Linked DNA regions of Sus scrofa: region 2 is linked to region 1. Evidence: chromatin contacts called from public HiChIP or PLAC-seq data. All regions are on one chromosome and are shown on one strand. The core of a region is the stretch at or near the end of the contact, and the rest is flanking DNA. Distances in the headings are between cores, read along the strand shown. Region 1 holds the start of NPC1 (NPC intracellular cholesterol transporter 1). Region 2 holds the start of RIOK3 (serine/threonine-protein kinase RIO3).

Evidence for each region. HiChIP or PLAC-seq counts read pairs in DNA pulled down with a chosen protein or histone mark.
Region 2: an H3K27ac HiChIP or PLAC-seq map of alveolar macrophages shows a contact between it and region 1. The contact joins the promoter of RIOK3 here to the promoter of NPC1 in region 1. A contact is called at or near these places in 1 of 5 promoter capture datasets (liver), 6 of 47 Hi-C or Micro-C datasets (blood, embryonic fibroblasts, heart right ventricle and 2 more) and 1 of 2 datasets of contacts at active chromatin or transcription factors (alveolar macrophages).

The regions. Positions count from the first base shown.
Region 1 is chr6:108,447,205-108,452,833 of Sscrofa11.1, forward strand. It overlaps NPC1 (NPC intracellular cholesterol transporter 1), which reads right to left and starts at 3,282. Exons shown (of 26, transcript NM_214322.1): 1 at 3,138-3,282. The coding sequence starts at 3,194.
Region 2 is chr6:108,336,541-108,342,169 of Sscrofa11.1, forward strand. It overlaps RIOK3 (serine/threonine-protein kinase RIO3), which reads left to right and starts at 2,446. Exons shown (of 13, transcript XM_021096177.1): 1 at 2,446-2,686. The coding sequence starts at 2,624.

The DNA of each region.
Region 1 (5,629 bases), core at 2,032-4,531:
CCCATCTTACAGACGAGGAGACAGTCTTGCATAAGAGGAAGAGTCAAGAACTCTCCAGAGTTAAAAAACTCAAAAGTCTTTTGCCAGGCAGTAAATGCTACTGCTGTAGCAGTTTAAACAAAAATTTAGAACTTCAGAGGGCAGGCATTCTAGTTGAGGGGGCAGGATGACAATATCACAGATGATGATGCTTTTGAACTGGGCCTTGGAAGACAGGCAGGGTTTGAACAGCAAGTAGTTTATGTGGCTGGAGAGCAGGTGCCCTTCACAGAGCTGTGGGTGAAAAAGCAGACGGGGCACCTGAGAAGATGAGAGCTGGCTCACTCCAGCTTCCACACAGGTAATGTGTCATCTGTAAAACACCCTGAAAAGCATCCCTTTTCGGAGGAGTGCTGGGAGGGCACGGGTTACACAGGAAAAGAGGAATCTTTGTTCTGGGTAACAGGACAAACACTGAAGGAATACAAAGACCTATTCAGCAAGTCATTTTCTTTCTGCGCACTTGCTGATAATAAACAAAGCAAAACAAAACCAAACAAAAAGCCATTTCCCTTGATTACTTACATTAGTAAGATAATTGATCATAGCATCAATCAAGGGATAGGAGAGACTGGAAAAGATTATCCACATTTGCTCCAATTTCAGAGGGTTATTCCTCAATATTCTCAGGCCCAAAGATCAATCCATTCCCAACCTCCTCAGGAAAAGTAGTTTTTTTTGTTTGTTTGTTTTGTTTTTTGTCTATTTTAGGGCTGCACCCACGGCATATGGAGGTTCTCAGGCTAGGAGTCTAATCAGAGCTATAGCCACCGGCCTATGCCAGAGCCACAGCAATGAGGGATCTGCAATCTACACCAGAGCCCACGGCAACGCTGGATCCTTAACCCACTGAGCAAGGCCAGGGATCAAACCCGCAACCTCATGGTACTTAGTCGGATTTGTTAACCACTGAGCCACAACGGAAACTCCAGGAAAAGTAGTTTTGACGGCTTAATACCTACCCAGGCCTCATTAGGGTCCAGGTTCAAGAAAATTATAGTCAAGAGAGACATGTACTATTTCTCAAAACTGCACATATTATTTGGATAAGCATGAGGTCTGAAAATCATGCAGTGTAGCAATGTTATTTCATCATCTATAAAAATTAAAAATTAAGGAGAGCAGGAGTTCCTGCTGTGGCTCAGCGGTTCACGAACCGGACTAGGATCCATGAGGTTTCAGGCTCAATCCCTGGCCTCACTCAGTGGGTTGGGGATCCAGCGTTGCTGTGAGCTGTGGTGTAGGTTGCGGTTGTGGTTCCGATCCTGCATTGCTGTGGCTGTGGTGTAGGCCGGCAGCTGCAGCTGCGATTGGACCCTTAGCCTGGGAACCTCCATATGCCGAGAATTCGGCCCTAAAAAGCCAAAAAAAAAAAAAAATTAAGGAGGGCAAAAATCCCCCCAAAATATATTTCAGACCTTATGGAGGACAGTTAGTCTGGAATTCTGCAACAGAACTTTATTAGAGCTCACACTGAACCCAGACGAGCTGCTGTCATCAGTGAGAATTCTAAAAGCAGGGAGTCCTACCACCAGCCCTGCTCTCTGTTTGGGTGTACTGAAAGCCTGTGTAGACAAGAGGGAGTTAATCCTAAAATAACAAAAGCATTTCCAGTTCATATTTACAAACCCTCTCAAGGAGTTTTGCAAGAAACTTATGATCAACTTCTGACCTGTCTCAAAAGTCCTAGGAGAAGAGGCCCTCACTGGCCATCAGCCTTGGCCACTACCTTGAGGTAAAAGGATTTCCGAGATAAAAGCTACTTAGCAATGCAAAGCCTGCCTATTAGACCCTGACCTAAAACTCAAGGGAAACTGAATCACTCTATTTTCAAAGCAACTAACTGCTACTATTTCCTGAGTTTTTACTACAGTGATGAGGTCTCTCCACATATCACATTACTAGTCATGTGAGGTATTATTTATCTTCGGAAAACATTAGACTTGAAAGAATAAAGTGTGCAAAGCCCAAGAGCCAGCAGGTGGTCTACCAGCTGACCCCATTCCAAACCACCTGCCTGAAACTTGCTTTCCTCCGCCTCCCATCACATCCAGGCACCAGAAGGGTGAGCCCCCCACCGCAGGCACAGCCAGGAGGCCTCTCCTGGGTCAGCACCACCTGTCTCCTTCTGAGAAGGATGCAGAAGTCCAAGGAGAGGTTTTTCTAGTACAGGAAACCCCTTCGTTTGCTTTCCCCTATGACTCACTAACCCCTCATCACTGACACACCCATGAGTGGGCACCAGGGCAGGGGATTCCAGAGGCTCATTCCTTCATCTGGATCTGGTTTAATCAGCACTACATCCTTAGACATTCCCCCTGACTTCCACAGTTTTAAAAGAGAACACTCTAGACACAAACAGCAGCAAGGGCTGAGGCCCAAGGCTATTAAACCAAAGGAAAGCCGACCCAGGGAGTCAGGACTCGGAGCTCCAGGCCCCATTCTCTCCAGAGCTAGTAATGTGACAAGACGAAATTCAATGGCCACTACACCTGTGAGCCTGTTTCTCAAGACGTAAAGGGAGCGGATAAGAAGTCACTTGCGCTCTTTAGAAGATCACACTGACATACATAAAGTACTTAGGTCTGCTCCAATTTGGTGCCTAAATGGATAGTTTCCTTTACCTCCTCTCCCACCCTCAGCTTTAGGGAAGGAGAAAAAGAAACATAAAGTGGTCAGATCTTCTAAATAAATTTATAAAGAATTCGTGTGCATGTGGCAGAATTAAGAGGAGGAAAAAGGCAGACTAAATAAGAACCCTACCCTCTCTACCCACTTTCCTCCTTCCCTCTGATTCCACATCCTAAACCCATAAATTAGGTGACCACAGGTGGAATGGGTTCAAGACAGGTCAAACAGGCAGCTTTCAGTAGCCATCTTCCAGACCACAGGGAAATGTGCGTGGACAGAAGGCACGGGAGAGGTGGGCGGGGGGCATCTCCAGGAGCTCCACCGCTAGACCAACTTCTTCAGCCGCCCAGCGGCTGGTCCCCTCTGGGACCGGAGGCGTCTAAGCCGCAGCACAGCCCGCCACCCTCCCCGATTCGCGGCCCCACTACATCCCCCAGAGCCCGCCCAGGTCGCGGACATCCGCTCACCTGCACAGGGCAGAGCAGCAGCAGGAGGAGGCCGAAGGCCGGGCCGCGCGCGCTCATGCTGCCGCGACGCCGGGCGGCGGACGTCCGAGGTTCAGCTGGCAGTCCGGTTCAGCGTCCCGAGACGTCTCAGGCTGCCGCGCCGGCTGAGGGAGGGAACAGACACCAGAGCCGGCTGGCTGCGCGCGCAGGTCAGGAAGGAAGGCGTCGTCGGCCCCTCCCACTTCTGGGTGGAGCCACTGCCGGGACGCCCTGGACTCGTCTTGGGCGGGACAGGGGCGGGGCTAAGCGGGACCCGACCTCGTGAGGCCACGGCACCCTCCCAAGTGCCGGCTCTGCGCTTCTCCGCCCTGCTGCGCCTGGGGGCACGTCAAGGGGTTGGGGACGCCCCGACTTGAGCCGCTGAACCTTTGGAATCCGGCCTGAAAAGGATATTTCTGAGTTGTCCCATCGATGTGTGGGTTTGATGCTTCAACTCATTTCTCCCCTTTTTGTCTTTCCTGGATTGGAGACTGTGGACGAGAAGGTTTTAGTAAATGGGAATGCTTGGGGACCGTTTTCTCAATGGAGACCCCACTTCTCAGAGGAATATGTGTTTACTTCGTCCCCAGTTAGCACCCGGAGCAAGCTTTTCTTCCAAACCCAGTCACCCAAAAGGAAACCCGTGTCTGGACACTTCTAGCAAAGCTGGGGGCGGTGCCACGTAGTGGCCTGACAGTGTTGTGATCTGACAGTTCGATGGGCGGAGCGTGGCAGTGGGCGATGCCTCTGAGCTACCCAATCTCTGTTTTCTATCTGCTCAGCCCATTTTGTAAAAGCGCTAGAACTGCACCATCTGCTGGGGGAACCGAGCGTGACAGAGAACCGGCGGCCGGAACAAGAGCCCCCTCCACCCCCAAATCACCCCTGGTGGGTGGGACTAGAGTCCTTTAGGTTCTAGGTGAACTATCACGAAAGTAAAAAAAAAGAAGCATCTTGGGTTTTGAGTCTTACACTTGGTTGAGATAATCTTTTTTGGTTTTAATACCTATTATTATTATATTCATTTCTGGTAACATTTCTCCTCAGGTTTCAATTATTAAGAGCACTCAAAAGCATAAGTCATTTCGATTTTGTAGTTAAGGAAATGGAGGAAAGAATTTCTTCTTCCCACAGTAGAAGCCAATTTACAATGAAAAGGTTGACTATCCATCTGTAGCAATGATCAACTCCAATTGAGTTAGGACCACGATACAGCTGATGTTCTCATTCCTACTCTACAAAGTGGCTGATTCAGTCACTGACTTGCCTCCCGACCGCCTCTGCCTGCTCTGAAAAGTCCACGTAACTGGCTGGGTATTGAAACTATAGGAATCTCCTCTGGACCATCAGCCCTAGATCTTCCATGATGACCTCCTAGCCTCATGCACTGCTTGCTCTCAGGCTCTTAGTGCTCGCCCTGATGATCAAGTATCAGGCTTCCTGCAGAGGTACTGAAAATATTGTTACTGAGGAGTTCCCTTGTGACTCAGCAGGTTAAGGATCCGGCATTGTCACTGCATGGGCTAGGGTCCCTTCTGTGGCATGGTTTCCATTCCTGGCCCCAGGGGCCGCCAAAAAAAAATGCTATTACTGAACCATTGGCAGCAGCACCACCTGGGGATCTGTTAGAAATTCAAGTTATGGGCTCCACCCTGGATGCTCTGAATCAGAAACTCTAGGAAGTGAAGCCAGTTCTTTGTGGTTTAACCAGCCCTCCTGAGTGAAGGAAACTTCAAAGCACCGTATGAGATATTTCTGGGATGGGCAGAAATTTTGATACTGGACAAATTATGTCCACTATTCTCCAAAATAATAACAAAAAGATTTTTTAGACATATTTTTTTTTCTGCTTTTGTTTTTTGTACAGCTTCAACAGTACCCAAAAGCCTAGCATATATTTGAAAAATAAATGATCATATATTTAAAAGATTTTTTTGTTGTTGATAAAGTAATCCATGCTTACAAATTACTTTGAATAGTAATAGAAACTTTGAAAAATACACAAAAGTTTACAATTTACAAGAAAATATCATTTATGATCCTCCATTATGGATAATCATAGTGGTGCATTTTCTCCCTCTCTGAAAATTGTTTTAAGGTGTGTAAAGGAAAAAAAGTTGCTCATAATCTACTTCTACAAGGATTAAGCCATTAGCCACTGCAGTTGCTACTGTACGAACCCTGAGGGGAATTCAGGATGGAAAAAAAGACAAAGCTTTCTGTGCATAAGATATACTGGCCACTAGGTAGTTAAGATGCATATCTAAGGAAAATTTCCAAAGACTCCAGATTCTTTCATCTTCCCAAACTTAGAAAAGTAATGCAATCATTAACTTGAGATGCCTGTTCTTTGTGATTAGTGGTAATCTTTTTATGCCTGACAACATATTTTTACCTATTGAAAAAATTTCATATACACCCTGGCTCTTCCATCATTTCTTCAGAAGATTTCCTCATATCTCTCAGAGGCTGCC
Region 2 (5,629 bases), core at 1,196-3,695, 110 kb before region 1:
ACTCCAATTTAGGAAGAATGCTGCTATCAGTGTGTGTTTCTAGAAAGTCTTAATGGTCAGCACATATACAATATACAGCCATTCCCCTCCTCAACCCCGGCCCAGCTTGCCTGGGTTCACCGCACGTCAGCTTTGCCATTCATTTGCTTTTAACTTGATAACAGAAAATTTCACATATTGAGGTCATTCTAGCTTAGACATGAGTTACCTTGAATTTTATGCTAACTAAAACAGTCTGCTTAGGAGTTCCCATCATGGCTCAGTGGTGAACGAATCTGACTAGGAACCATGAGGTTGTGGGTTCGATCCCTGGCCTTGCTCACTGGGTTAGGGATCTGGCATTGCTGTGAGCTGTGGTGTAGGTCAAAGACACAGCTTGGATCTGGCATTGCTGTGGCTCTGGCATAGGTCGGTGGCTACAGCTACGATTAGCTCCCTAGCCTGGGAACCTCCACATGCCACGGGTTCTGTCCTAGAAAACACAGAAAGACCAAAAAAAGAAAAGAAAAGAGAATCTTGGAATTCCCATTGTGGTGCAGCCAAAATGAATCCAACTAGGAATCATGTGGTTTTGGGTTCAATCCCTGGCCTGGTTCAGTGCGTCAAGGATCCAGCGTTGTCATGAGCTGTGGTGTAGGTCGCAGATGCGGCTTGGATCTGGCATTGCTGTGGCTCTGGTGTAGGCTGTCAGCTACAGCTCCAATTCGACCCCTAGCCTGGGAACCTCCAGGTGCCGCGGGTGTGGCCTTAAAGAGAGACAAAAAAATTTTTAAAAAATAAAAAATAAAACAGCCTGTTCGTGCCCTATCAAACCTATATTGTACATCTGCTTCACGTATTAAAGAAAAGCGTGCATTGACTGGAAATAAAGTCATGTTAAAAATAAAGATTAAATGTCTCCCTTCGTGGAAAGCCAATACTGGCACGACTTCATTGATAAGACTCCCTTCCCAGACCAAGGTTGTATATACTGACTCCCTGTGTACCTGCCCATCTAGTTTGTTTGTTTCGAAACTAGAGGAATGTATCTCTGATTTGTTTGATGTTCTTTGTTCTGCTAAGATATAAAACTGTGCTGCAAAACCGTACTTCTCTGGAGAAGTTCCTGATTTATCTAAGAGTTTGTCTTCTGTGCTAGAGTCCTCGGTTTGGCTCAAATAAATCTCTTTTGTACTACTATTATAGGTTGATTATTGATTATTTTCATCCACAGACCACCGGGCAAGTTACTTTACCTCTCTTGTGTCTGTTTCATCATCAGTAAAACAGAGATAATGATTTAATTTATCTCTCAGAATTATTTTGAGAAGTGTTATTGCAGTACTTTGAGCACTGCCTGGATATAATAAATGAGACACAGGAGTTCCCGTCGTGGCGCAGTGGTTAACGAATCTGACTAGGAACCATGAGGTTGTGGGTTCGGTTCCTGGCCTTGCTCAGTGGGTTAAGGATCCGGCGTTGCCGTGAGCTGTGGTGTAGGTTGCTGACGCGGCTCGGATCCCACGTTGCTGTGGCTCTGGCGTAGGCGGGTGGCTACAGCTCCGATTAGACCCCTAGCCTGGGAAACTCCATATGCCGCGGGAGCGGCCCAAGAAAAGGCAAAAAGACAAAAAAAAAAAAAAAAAAAAAGAAATAAATGTAATAATGTTTGGCTACTTTTATCCTGCCATGTTATGAAAATCTCGCTACAAAATGTCAACTCAAAACTTCTATGTAGTCCTATTTTTTTTCAATGTTACACAACACACTACAAAACTTGACATGCCACGCCCCGCCTCCTACCGACAACAATAAAAACAAAATCGGACCTCTTCAGTTTCCCATCTCTAAACCTGCCATTCTAGGTCTCCCACACCATCCCAGTTTAGCGGTCACCCGGGAGGAGTTCCTCTGGTGGCACCGCGGACACGAATCCGACTAGGAACCGTGAGGTTGCGGGTTGGATCCATGGTCTCGCTCAGTGGTTCGGGATCCGGAGACACCCTCAGCTGTGGTGTAGGTCGCAGATACAGCTTCGATCTGGCGTGGCTGTGGCGTAGGCCGGCAGCTACAGCTCAGATTAGACTCCTAGACTGGGAACATCCATATGCCTCAGGTGGGGACCTATAAAGACAAAAGACAAAAAAAAAAAAAAAAAAAAAAAAAAAAAAAAGTCAGGGGGAAATAAATGATGAATGAATGGAGAGCTGGCTTGCTTGTTTATTTATAGTCCATACAGTCCAAATCTTGTTTAATGAGACCCAGAAGCCCCCTCGGCGAGCCAGGACACAGGATGGACTGCCCAGAGGAAGCCACGCCCGACACCGCTCCGCGGGGCAACCAAGACAGTGACCACCACCTCCCGGTTGGGAGCAGCAACTGGAAGTGCGGCCCGCCGGGGGCGGGGAAAGGTGACCTAAGGCGGAGCCGCGGGCGGCGGCCAATCGGAAGCGAGCGTTCCAGCGAAAAGGGCGGAAGAGAAGAGGTCTAGTTCCGGACGCGGCGGCCGCCGCCGCCATCTGTCACCTCAGCTCCGGCGTCAGCAGCCCGTCGCCCCTGCCCCACCGCCTCTCTCCTCGACGGAAGCTGCTTCCCTGTCCTGCCACCTCTCTGCTCTGTTTCCGTCGCTGTCTTCTTCCCTCACATGGATCTGGTCGGAGTTGCATCCCCTGAGCCCGGGCCCGCAGCGGCCTGGGGACCCAACAAGGTGAGGGGCGGTCGTGGCTGACGTGCCTGCCCTAGTCACCTGGGCTGGTCCTCTCGGAGGGCCCGGAGAGGGTGGCAGGCGCCGGGGCGGCCCCACAGGCGACTCGGAAAGTTCTGGGCAGGACCGGGGCCACCTCGGAAAGGGGGGTGGGAGTGGAAGAGCAGGGACGGGGCGCAGGCTGCCAAGGGCCACCCTGGGAGGTTTGGAGTCTCTCTTTAGTTCGGCACCTTGATTTTTGAGCCTCTGTAGCATATATTTGGGCAGGACTCGCTTAGAGACGCTGACGTGTGAGGGAAAGCAAGTACGAACTTGTTTTTCTTGGGCCAAGTGAGTCAGCCCAATTATACACAGAAAGCCCAACTGAAAGGTGGTTTAGGAAGCTGTTTCCTTAGCTTGGCAAGTGTGGTAATCCTGTTTGGACAGTTTCTTGTTTTTGAGGCAGTAAGAGATCAATCCAGGCGCACCCTCCCTCTTCTTTAGGTTAATCAAGTGTTTTGCTACTGTAAGACTGTTATTTCTAACATCTGCCTGGGCTTTAACGTTTAAGCCTTTTCCTGTAATGGCCAACTGAAATGTTTATTTCACATTACTGGTTTCAGGCTGCTGCTTTTCAGGATACTTTCATTACAAGGGTGAAAAGATTGCCACTTTTCAGAGGATTTGCTTGGAAGCTGAAGTGCTTCAATTGAGATTTTGTGTTCCTCAAAAGAGATTCTGAAGGAAACTAACTTTTTAGCTTCATAGTTGTTCCTTTAAAAATAATGGACGTATAACCACATATTAGTTTAAGGCGTACAGCATAATGATTTTATATATGTATATATTGCAAAATGCTCACCACAATAAGTCAACATACAGGGTTTCAATTTGTGCGTGTTAAGAACTTTTAAGATTTACTCTTACGGAGTTCCCGTTGTGGCGCAGTGGTTAACGAATCCGACTAGGAACCATGAGGTTGTGGGTTTGATCCCTGCCCTTGCTCAGTGGGTTGGGGATCCGGCGTTGCGGTGGGCTGTGGTGAGCAGGCTGCAGACGCGGCTCGGATCCTGCGTTGCTGTGGCTCTGGCGTAGGCCGGTGGCTACAGCTCCGATTAGATCTCTAGCCTGGGAACCTCCATATGCCGCGGCAGCGGCCCGACAAAAAAAAAAGGTTTACTCTCACCAACTTTCAAATATATGATACAGTGTTAGTTAATTACAGTCACCATGCTGTACATCACTCCCATGACTATTTTGTAACTGAAAGTTTCTACCTATTGACCACTTTTACCCATTTCACTCACTTCTTTACATGCTAACACAGAACATTTGTTCTCTTTAAAGGGTCACTCGTTAATCTTATTAGATCTTCGGACTAGGTCTTAAGAGAAAGTGGGAGGGGGGAAATTAGCTGTTCAGTAAAGGAAATTTTTATGAAAGTTCTCCTACAACCCTAGGGAGATTCTAAGATATTCTGGTGACAAATGTGGGTACATTTATGTGTTACTTTGTGTGTTTTTTTCTACTATGGCCTTGTTTACCGGGGCAAGATCAGTAGACATAAAAGGATGAAATCAGTGCTTTATTAAATTCCTCAATTAAGCATCTGTAAAGCTTGTACAAATGTCAAGTGAGATGAACTTTGCTCAGAATGCCTAATTTCTGTAAAAGTTCCCTTACAAAATTAATTTAGTAATAAAATATTTGATATCAGTGATATTTTCATTTAAGTGTACATCATATGAACTATAAAATTTCATTTTCACCTTTCAGTGAAAATCATCCTGGGATTTATTGCTCTTCTGTTGGGAAGACAGCATCTTCATAGGCAAAACACCACAAGTATCGCTTACTCTTTTCCTTCTCTGACTTCTTAGAAAACTGAAGTAATTATAGATGCATATGTAGAGGAGGTAGAGATTTGAGGAACGTCTTAGAAAATGAAGGAGTGTTAAAGGCCAGCAATTCTCAGAACTTTTCCATCAGGACTTCTTTTCACTCTTAATAACCATTGAGGAATCCAAGATTTTTTTTTTTTATGTTGATTAAATCTATTGATATTTGTCATATCAGAAATTAAAGCTGAGATATTGAAAATATTTACTATGTGATGTAAGTCATTATATTAATATAGATAACATTTTTATACTTTATAAAAAAGCTATTTTCCAAAACAATTAGTGTCTTGTGTTTTTGCAAGTCTCTTTAAGGTCTGATTTAATAGAAGACAGCTGGATTCTCATAGCTCTTTTTTTCTTCAGTCTGTTGCAGTACAACAGAAGTCAAATTAGTTGAAGTAATCGAAGATGGGGAATAAGAGCATGGTAGACACACTAAGAACAAACTGAGTTAATCTCTAAAAATGCACATTTATATCCTAAACCTATGGCCTTTGAAAATTTTGGAAAACATAAGAATACACATACACACATTCTAGTAGCCACCACAGGGCTGCCGTCGTATCTGATGGAGACTCTGAAAAACTCCATACTCTTGAGAGAACGAGAGTGAAAAAGATGAAGAATATCTTAGAACTATTCTGAAAGTGATTTTGACTTCTTAGACACCCTAAAAAGGACTTGGGGTCCCCAGTTATAAAATTCCAAACTGCCATTATGGACAAAAGAATTTTAGGGAATATTCCAGGAAGGGCGTATTTTCAAATGGAGGCACAAATGAGGAAGTGTGTAGCTCTTTTGGAAGAAGCTGTAGCAAATGAATTAGTGTTACTCTTTAAGACTGTCAGGGTTGATAAAGGAAAATCTGAGAAATTCACAGCCAAGAGGAGCCTAAGGAGACATGATGACTAAATGTTATATGGTATCCTGAAATAGAAAAGGGACATTAGGGGATAACAGAGGAAATCTGAATGAAGTATGGACTTCAGCTAATAATAATGTATTGGTTCATTAATTGTGACAAGTGTACAGTACTGATGGGGAAAGCTGGGTATGAGATATTTGA